Regions from separate parts of the Mus musculus genome. Here all the other regions are linked to region 1. The links are chromatin contacts, called in public Hi-C and HiChIP or PLAC-seq maps. All regions are on one chromosome and are shown on one strand. Each heading gives the region's core, a stretch centred on a gene start, on an enhancer-like site or on the middle of the called end of the contact. The rest is flanking DNA. Distances are from core to core; before and after follow the strand shown. Region 1 holds the start of Rad21 (RAD21 cohesin complex component). Region 2 has its middle 97 kb from the start of Aard. Region 3 has its middle 110 kb from the start of Aard.

What was found. A called contact is a pair of places that touch in the nucleus more often than the background predicts. HiChIP or PLAC-seq counts read pairs in DNA pulled down with a chosen protein or histone mark.
Region 2: a contact with region 1 is called in a Hi-C map of the G1E-ER4 cell line, with 2.0 times the contacts expected there. The contact joins the enhancer-like site here to the promoter of Rad21 in region 1. A contact is called at or near these places in 3 of 39 promoter capture datasets (the HPC-7 cell line, cranial neural crest and liver), 1 of 15 datasets of contacts at CTCF or cohesin (the NIH/3T3 cell line), 7 of 484 Hi-C or Micro-C datasets (the G1E-ER4 cell line, the Patski cell line, embryonic heart and 4 more), 6 of 115 datasets of contacts at active chromatin or transcription factors (the SCID.adh cell line, embryonic stem cells, epiblast stem cells and 1 more) and 1 of 9 other capture datasets (pancreatic islet).
Region 3: an H3K27ac HiChIP or PLAC-seq map of trophoblast stem cells shows a contact between it and region 1, with 4 times the contacts expected there. The contact joins the enhancer-like site here to the promoter of Rad21 in region 1. A contact is called at or near these places in 9 of 39 promoter capture datasets (the HPC-7 cell line, cranial neural crest, embryonic stem cells and 4 more), 20 of 484 Hi-C or Micro-C datasets (the G1E-ER4 cell line, the Patski cell line, Sertoli cells and 12 more), 17 of 115 datasets of contacts at active chromatin or transcription factors (the SCID.adh cell line, astrocytes, a beta-TC-6 cell line and 6 more) and 2 of 9 other capture datasets (embryonic stem cells and pancreatic islet).

The regions. Positions count from the first base shown.
Region 1 is chr15:51,990,009-51,993,145 of GRCm38.p6, forward strand. Rad21 (RAD21 cohesin complex component) reads right to left here and starts at 1,752. Exons shown (of 14, transcript NM_009009.4): 1 at 1,539-1,752. It overlaps Gm52217, which reads left to right and starts at 967. Exons shown (of 2, transcript XM_030248881.1): 1 at 967-1,781. The coding sequence starts at 1,061.
Region 2 is chr15:52,135,362-52,138,551 of GRCm38.p6, forward strand. No RefSeq gene overlaps it. Among named protein-coding and RNA genes, the nearest start is that of Aard, 97 kb to the left of the region's middle. Within about 2 kb of position 1,705, at least 1 of the 459 cell types and tissues checked has an H3K27ac peak or open chromatin away from gene starts, as enhancers often do. A contact at or near this core is called in the G1E-ER4 cell line, where this site is marked.
Region 3 is chr15:52,151,769-52,155,010 of GRCm38.p6, forward strand. No RefSeq gene overlaps it. Among named protein-coding and RNA genes, the nearest start is that of Aard, 110 kb to the left of the region's middle. Within about 2 kb of position 1,868, at least 3 of the 459 cell types and tissues checked have an H3K27ac peak or open chromatin away from gene starts, as enhancers often do. A contact at or near this core is called in trophoblast stem cells, where this site is marked.

The DNA.
Region 1 (3,137 bases), core at 502-3,001:
AGAGGCAGGCGGATTTCTGAGTTCGAGGCCAGCCTGGTCTACAAAGTGAGTTCCAGGACAGCCAGGGCTATACAGAGAAACCCTGTCTCGAAAAACCAAAAAAAAAAAAAAAAAAAAAAAAAAAAAAGAATAAGAATTAAGTTTTCCCAACTACCCAAGTATAACTCTCTCAGAATCTGCATGTTTTGCTAAGTCTGAAAAGAAATTCCCAATTTACTGTGCATAATACAAAAAGCACCGTGTCCACTCCTTAAACAACTCTGTAACTTTGGTTATACAAACTCTAAGATAATTCAAACACTGGACAAGGCACACACCTTCACCAATACCTTCTTAAAGAAAGTTGCCTCCAACCTTAAAGGTATTTACAATTTAAGAAAGCGACTTCAGTCTGTTCCAAAACCCTGCAGCCTTTCAGTTCACTGGCATTTGATTTTTAATAGGATTTTGCACCCTTGGTGGGGGTGGTGGGCACGGGACGGGACGACGCCGAAGCTCTTCCAATACAGTTTAAGGAGAGCAAATATTAACTTTCCTTTGTAAAGAGAAGCCGAAGTACAGAAGCCACTTCCATAAGCCATTCAAACACCAACGCGTTTTGGAACGCTGAAGACAGCTTAACAAATCAGAGAGCACGAAGAAAACGTCCACAGCGTTTCCCTCTTAAATTTGAAGAAGGCCGCTTGGTCTAGTTGAACACCTCGACAGTGTCACCTTACACTATCCTGGCAGAGCCTACTCAAAGCCTTTCTGTGCCACGAAAAAGGCACCCAGCCTCGGAACGTCTCTACAACACTCGATCCTTAGCCATTAAAGAAATTAAAAAAAAAAAAAAAGTTTAGAAAAGTTAAGGGGAATACCAGCTACACTCATGTTCTTGGAAGCAATGTTATTCGATCGTGTTTTAAAACAGCCGGTCCAATTTCTGAGATGCCCAACACACAAATATATACATTATAGAGAAATCCGGTTGAGGGAGACAGAAGAACAGGCGAGTGAGTCCACGATCCCTGCGGCCAGCACACGCCTGGCGCGACCCGGACCCCGGACTCCACACCCGATGCACCGCGCCCGCCCGCCCAGGAGTCTCCCTGACGGCTCCCGCCCTGAGTCCCGCGTCTTTGCAGACAGCCATCTTCCCCCCCGAGGGGGCGGCCAGCTCCGAGAGCGGGCTCGTTCAAACCTCCCCTTCTCTCCCCGTCAGCCCCGGGATCCCGCTGTCCCACCTCCGCGCGGCCGAGGGTCGCTTTTGTGGGCCCTGGACTGCGGCGGAACCATTAGGAAGTCAGCAGGCGCGGTGCACGGCCCCGGGGCAGCGAGGAACCCCCCCAGGCGAGGGCGGCCCCGGGACGTAGGGGGCCCGGAGAGCGCGGGGTCGCCGGGCGCTGCCCGGGAGCTGGCAGCACTCGGGGGCCGCAACGCCGGCCGCCTCGCACCGCAACTGCGGGCCGCGGAGCCCGCGCCCCGGGAGCAACCCGGCGGGGCAGAGCACCGGGGAGGGAGCCAGAGCCCGAGGAGGGGTCGGCCCGATCGCTTACCTGGATCTCGGCGGGGAGCCGGGAGGGGTGGGTGGCCCGGGGAGGGGGGGAAGGGTCAGGGGAGGGGGCGGGGAGAGGGGGAGCCCTTGTGCGGTGTAGCCTCGGAGCTGCTCCCGCCACCGCCACGGCCGCCGCCTCCTTTTCCGATTCACTCAAACAAACAAGATGGCGGCCGTTACGGCGCGGCTCTTCCGGCCGCCCAAATCCTCGGTTCAAATCGGCAGGATGTTTACGGTCAAAAAGGTACGTGTGCGCCTGCGCAACCCGCCGGAGCCGCCCCCCACCCACAGAAGGGGCGGCGCAGGCGCGCTGACCACTTCCTTGTCTCTGGACCAGCCACCTATTGGCCACGGAGCAGGCGCAAAGGGTTCCTTGAAGAGGTTTGCGGAGCGTCAGAGTTGGCAAATGCAGCGCCTGCGCAACACCGTGTAACTAATTGGGGTTTAACTTGAACTCGAGTTAAAGCAGGTCTTTGCTGTTGGCCAGTTTTCTTTGCGCCCGGCAAAAATAAAAATTATTTTAATGACCTTGTACAGCGACGAAGGAAACAAAAATCTTAAGCTAGCTGCTGGAAAAGTAAGGCCTAATTGGTTCGGCCAACCTGTGCTTATATTAGGTTTGCAGCAAAAAGCATGCTACCGAGGCCCTGGGAGAAATTTTTTGAGAGTAGATTCCTTTTACACGCAGTTCCTAAACTAACTTTGGTCTCCCATTCATGGAGTCTCATATATGTTCTTGAAAGTTCCCTTTAACAACATTTGATTCTCTGGCGGTGGTGGTACACGCCTTTAACCTCAGCACTCGGAAGGCAGAGGCAGGTGCATCTCTGTGAGTTCAAGACCAGCTTGGTCACAAGGTCCAGGACAGCCAATACTACACAGAGGAGCCCTATCTCAAACCAAAACAACAATAACAAAAACCAACAAAACAACATTTGATTCTTTGAAGCAGATGCTTGCTTATGGTTCATCAGTAAATTTCTTACTGTGGGAGTTAGCTACTGACAGTTTGGAAACACCTGCTGAAGGTGCGTGTGTCAACTTTAGGCAGTTTGCTTAACAAACCTTTGACAGGACAGATTTAATTAACAGATTTCACCTCTATTCATTGGAAAATAATCCACTTTCCTTTTTTTGGCTACGTAGTAATGACTTTTATGATTTGACTTAATAACTGACCGAGAAACTGCTTGCTGTCATTCTCTAAAGCCTTTTTATAAAGCAGTTCTGTTCTGCTTGTCTGTCTCATGATAACACACAACACATTTGAGAGAGGAAAACGGTAGGAGGATTATAAAACATACAGTAGCAGATTTTGGTTTAGAACTGCACACAGTTTTGCAGAGCTGTTCCTCGGAACTGATCAACTCTTGAAAAAGGATTATATATGTCAAAAACACTAGAGTAAGTAGGAAGCTTAGAGTAAGAGGATTGACAAGATTTTTGGGAATATCACAATGTGTTTTGGCATAACTTTAAAGCTTTTACAGTAAATGAAAAAAATAAGGTATAAAGCATTTGTTTAAAAAAAAAAAGCATTTGTTTAATAAAGAAAACTCCCCAAGTAAAATGCCTTAAGGTCTTGGACTAAGCAGAAGGA
Region 2 (3,190 bases), core at 455-2,954, 150 kb after region 1:
TTTTTTCTTTTTTCTTTTGCTTTTTTCCCCTTCTGTCTTTAGACTTCATTATAGTGCTTGGCATAATTGAAGTTTAAACATTAAAAAATTGCTTAATTTATTTAAGGACTAATGCTCAAAGTTCCATGGGTTTATTTTTTAGACTAACATATATATTTTTTTCTGGTAGTAATTTTGTTTTCATTTCATATGAAAATGAAGCAGCCACTGGCTTTGAATACATTCCGTATCCATCCTCTGCTCTATTCTCTTGCAGGGAGCCCACATTGTTTAAGGAGCTGTATGGGTCCAGATCCTCTTTCCCAATTTTTTTATTTTAGATTTTTTATTAGATATTTCCTTCATTTACATTTCAAATGCTATCCGAAAGTCCCCTATACCCTCCCCAACCCACCCACTCCCATTTCCTGGCCCTGGCATTCCCCTGAACTGTGGCATATGATCTTCGAAAGACCAAGGGCCTCTCCTCCCATTGCTGGCCTACTAGGCCATCCTGTGCTACATATGCAACTAGAGACATAGTTCTGGGGGTGGGGGTACTGGTTAGTTCATATTGTTGATCCTCCTATAGGGTTGCAGACCCCTTTAGCTCCTTGGGTACTTTCTCTAGCTCCTTCATTAGGGGCCCTGTGTTCCACCCAAATAGATGACTGTGAACATCCACTTCTGTGTTTGCCAGGCACTGGCATAGCCTCACAAGAGACAGCTATATCAGGGTCCTGTCAGCAAAATCTTGCTGGCATATGCACTAGTGTCTGGGTTTGGTGGTTGTATATGTCTTTCCCATTTTCTTTGCTGATTTCTGCCAACATTTAATCACAAGAGGACACTAAATGCTGTTTTCATTCCTCGATGACTTCAGGCACATGTTTGCATGAAAGGATGCATTTCTGTTCCTTTCCTGCTTGCTCCAATAAAATAACCTGAAGAAGGAGCTTAGGGAAGGACGTGTTTGCTTGGCTCACGATTCCAGGTCATGCTCTATCATGATAGTTAAGTCAGGAGCAGCAGGAACTCAGGACAGCTGCTCACCCTGTATTCATAGTAAAGAAGAGCGACAGATGAAGATCATTTCTCCTTTTTATTCAGCTGGGGATCCGGGCCACAGGAATGGTGTTGCCTACATTCAGAGGGGGTCTCCCAAGCTCAGTTGACCTACTCAAGACAATAACTCATGGCATGTCCAGAGATTGATTCTATCTTGAAAGTCCCTCACAAGTGTGCCCATAGGCTTGTCTTTTAGGTGACTTCAGATACGGACAAGTTGAATACCAATGTTAATGATCACAGGGTGGTTGCACTATCTGTTTACTGTTTGTATTTCATTTTTTTTCTCTTCCATGAGCTTGGGACCAAAATTAGACATAACAATAATCTTATCATTCTGCACAGGGAGCTGGTACAAAGTGTGTTCCGTTAACTAAAAGATTAAAAAACATGATGAAGTATGTACAGTTGTTTGCTGGGATAAAGTGTTAGAAGACTATTTTAGACACAGAGAGCACCATAAACTAAGATACTGAGTGAGAAGACTCGCTTGAAGAACTGCAGTTAGTATGGTTGAAATGTTAAGGACACAGCTGGGCAGAACACAGCAGATAAGGCCCAGGAAGTGGGTCCAGCTGCTTGAGATGTGGGCACACACACACTTTCAGGTTTTGTCCAGCAGGCTAAGGTTTCAGTCACTTACAAAGGCCAGGCAGTAAGACTAGTACCACGTACAAGGTGATTGAAGACAATTGTTAGTCGTCTTTGTGCAAGAGGGCAGTCCTAGGAGGAAGGGTTCTGGTGAACTGAAAAGAGCTTATTTAGAGCTAATTTCTGTAACTTAGCTTCTAACTATTGGGGAGCAGAAATATTTTCTAAATGTCTCATAAATTAGTCCTATACTTCCCTATAAATAAAACAAGATCATTTTGGTAGTCTATGTCCTCCAGTAAAAAGTGAATATAGTGATATACAACAAAGAATAATATATGCTAAGTAATAAATACTTCATGAAATTGCAAATCATAAAATTAGGGTAATATAAAATAATTGCATGGATAGGAGCAAAATGTCACATCATACATTATTATGGAGCTTCTTGAAATTTGACAACTTCTCATTAATGACTGAGTATAACATACACATATATACATTCATTCATCATACATACATACATACATATGTGCCTATGTGTGTTACTACTACACTAATGTGCAGTTACAGGGACTTAAGAACGTTACCATTCTGGGAAGCACACAGAAATTAATAGCAATTTTAATTCTTAGGAAAGGAATTTGTCAGAAAAACTATAAAGACCGGAAATTCATAGTTTAAAATGCGATCTTAGGAACAATAAGCTACAGGGTTGTGGCTTTTACTGCAGTGTGCTTTTGAGACTCTAGTTACACAGGTTTTTATCAGGCTTCGTTTAAAAGGAGAAAGGGGTTCATTAGCCAATTAGCTGGGGACATGGTTGGGTTAAACAAAATTAACCTTTAAAAAAAAAAAAACCAAACCCAACCAAACCAAAAAATAAAAAAACTCTAAAACTTTTCTCAGGATTTGTGCACATTGTGTGCCTTCCAAACTGGTTCTAGTAATTAGCATTTTCAAAGTTATTCTTAGAATTATGAACACAGACTTTTATTAATGAGTTTGTCAAATGATTAATGTTTCCTGTCTACATATTGGGTAGATGATTTTTTTTTTGCAGAGCTAAACATGTTACAAAATGTGTTTTGAGTGAATGAATGAATGAATGAATGAATGAACTGCTCCTCTTCTCCAGCCAGCCAAAGAACAGGCAGCAGAAGCCCAAATATCTGGTTCCATTAACATTCCTCTGGCCCATGCTTTTCTATGATACAGGGTTGGCTGGTGTTGTATCCCTAGGCACATAATCTGCTTTTTCCTGAGGAGCCCCCAACTCTTATGATTACTTCTAATATGGCAGTAGTACCACTCTACATCTGCCTGACCTTCTGGTGTCTTTGCAGCTAATCTTATTTCAGTGGTAGATGCTTCTGTGCTGCCAACCCGAGGGACGCTCTTCTTGGGAAGAGACAATGGAAGAATGGCCTCAGAATTGAGACTACAGAGAGAACACCTGGCCATCTGCAGTTGCCTGTTTCTATGAAAGAGCTCGTTAGACTGTATTCCTCATCTCCTCAGGACTATGGCGCACTTCAGCTCATAGCACTGG
Region 3 (3,242 bases), core at 618-3,117, 160 kb after region 1:
ACTTTCTAAGATACAGGCATCAAAACAGGGCATATTGGTCCCATTGTTGAAAAGAACTTCTGAGTTCTTCTAGTACTGCTGCGATTAAGATGGGGCCAAGGCCAGCCGCCCCACTGCCAGCTCACAAGCTAGTTGTTCCTCACGCTCTTGAAACAGTGTTTCTGTCTGGAAACAAAGGATGATTGACAAAGATGCCCTTAATTTACAGAGAGGGAAAACGAACTTAGCTGGGTTTAAAGTAGCTCTACCAAAGTCTCCTATTTAAGACTGCAATTTTATTTGTTTAGGTATGTAAAGGCATGAAAGCAAGGCATGCGTGTGAACAGTAATAAAAATATGCATCACAGAGGGTAGGAGGACTTGAGATGGAGACACCAGTCACTGGCATGCTCGACATTTCTCTTTAACCTGTTTTTGGTATACCTTAAATTTTTGTAAATACTGCTCTTATGAGTTGAGATTTTAAACGTGACTTATATGGTACTAAGAAGGTACTTGTATTTTCTGTACCACCAATGGGAAACTCATCTCGCACATCTAGAAGATCTTGGATCTGAACTCATAGCGTCTAGTTGCAGATCCCATGTTTGTGCCTGCTCCACAGTGATGCTCATGGATTTTAGGTGAGGGCCACCAGAGAGAAACTCAGGCTCAGTTGGTTACATAGCACTGATGAGTTTGTAGCAAAGCTGGAATATGTGCCTATGTGGGATAAATTTCTACCTCAGACTGACACTGTACATCAAAGGAATAGGGCTCTATGACTATCTTAGTCCTGCCTGTGTCCAGAGAGAGAAAAGAGAGGGAGAAGAAGGAAGGAAATGAGAGAGCATAGATTGAGAATAACAAAATTTTCTAATGTATTATTTAATTTTTTTCATGTTAAAAAACGAGCTTTATTGGCATAAATTTTTATAACATTTTTTCTTGGTGCCATAAAAATTAAAGTATCTATCATACTCCCACTTGTTTAAAAAATGTAATAATGTTTTGAAGGACAGAAATCTGTTTCTCTGCCTTTTAACCAATGTGATCTGGTTTTTCTGGAAGGCTGCTGCAGAGCATGGTTTAAGTATTCCCAGCAGTTGAGAGGAGAGCTGAAGCCCAGGGCAGAGCATTCCCATCTCACCATAACACTGTTGTCTCTGCAAATATTGACTTGAGCTGAAGAGCCCCTTGCTAATAGCTTTCCTCAGTCTATCCTAGGTATTTTCAGGGTAACTGCATAGCCTTAGGCACTCTGTAGTGAGACTAAAATAGGTTGGAGGGAGACTCGAGAGAGTAGCAGGGCAAGTGAGCAGTGGGTGGTAAGACTGAGCCGATGAGTTGGTCCATTCCATCCAAAATCCATCCATCAATTTCTGAGCCAGTGAAGCCAGCCTGGACTCCTTAGGGATTCCACGAACAATTTCTTGGATGGAAAGTGTTCTATGGAGAAAAAAAATTCCCACCGTAGTTTGGATAGGAAAGAATGTAGAACTGTAAGTTCAGGGCCCAAGAAAGGAATAAGATGAGAATATCACTCAAAATAATGAGAAAACAAGGCTCATGTATGAAGGCATCTAAATGTGATTGCTTCACCATAGGGCGACTCTGGACACTGACCACGCATCCAGCTAGTAAGGGGAAAACACCACTTAGGTAACTTAGACAAAATTGCTTTGGAGAGAGTGTAAAAGAAAGAGAAATCCGGAAAAGATAAAGATCAAGTGGATTAAATAGAACAGACCTAACGTTCCTTCGGAGGAAATTGCTCCTTAATAATGGGAGTTCATTGTAGAGTGGGAAAGGTGAAGTTGGAGACCTCCAGAGGAAATCCCAGCTGAGCATTGACTGGGGTGACACAGCGGAAGAGCTAGACTGCCACCCAGAGGCAGAGTCCTGGGAAGCAGAGGATGGAGTGAGTGTTTCTGGAGCTTTTCAGCCCAATATGGCACCTTTCAGCCACCCAAAGATACAAAGTCTATTCTCTAAACGTTAATTTCATAAAGCCTTTTTTTTTTCAAAACTAATATGCATACATAGTAAAAAGGATGCAAATGATCCAGGGAAGTTTGCACAAGGCTTTATTTTAGTACCTAAATTTTCCTTCCCCAGAACCAACAGATTCTGGCATATTATATTCTTGTATGATGCCTCTGTGTGTGTGTGTGTGTGTGTGTGTGTGTGTGTGTGTGTGTGTGTGTGTGTTATCTTTGAATCCATCAATGATGCCCATTCCTTTAAGACTTGATTTCATATCAGTGTAGCTTGCAGTAGTCTTGGAAGTGATTTCCCTCTATATATTATTTATGTATTTGCGGGGGCTGGAGGCCTGTGGGAGGGAGACATTGTGCCATGAGGAAAGCTTGTGACCTGTGAGGGTCAGAGGACAGGTTTCAGGAATTGGTTCTGTCCTTCCTCTATGTGGGGGCCTGGGGATGGGACTAAGGTCTTCAGGATTTGTGGCAAGTACCTTTACCCACTGGGACATCTTGCCAGCCAGCCTGTTGTCCTCTTCCTCCTCTTCCTCCTCCTCATCCTCCTCTTCCTCCTCTTCCTCCTCCTCCTCCTCCTCGTCCTCCTCCTTTTGCATAATCTTATTGGTTGAAGCTTCTGGGACACACTATCCCTGCCCCAAGGCACATTTGCTTTCAATATTTTACTACAAACAACGCTGAAATGAACATCTTTGTCCATAGATCACTGTACACATGGGTGCTCAGAGAAAAAAATATTTGAAGTATTCATAGATGCATTAAAAGGGGTTTGAGTTAAAAATTCCAATAGATAGTAAAATTGCGCTAGAAAGAGATGGAGTGGCGTGGTTCTCTCATCAGTCACCCCTGGGATTACTCGGTGTGCTGCTCTTTTGGCAACTCTGGTCAAACTGACCTTAGGGTTTTTGATTGTTTGCTTGTTTCTGTGCTTCCTGTGTTTTTCACTGTGATCAGGAAGCCAGGAAGATGACCTTACAAAGATAACAGGGCATAAAGACAGTGCCCACTTCAGAGGTGTTTATCTAACCTTTTGTCTTGGTGGTTCCAAAGGATGTATCTCTGAGAAAGCACCAGAAATCCTTCCTTGCTTTGAGGACACTTCAGCGGGTTGTTGATGGAGTTATATGTGAGGGCAGCCTTGAATGAGGTATCACACATTGAGTGCAAACATGGGAGAGACATGGCAGACCTGTAGTAGAAATGAATGGGAAAAGAATATGGCCTCTGACCTAGAACTCAAAGAATTCATGAAGATTTGTATTT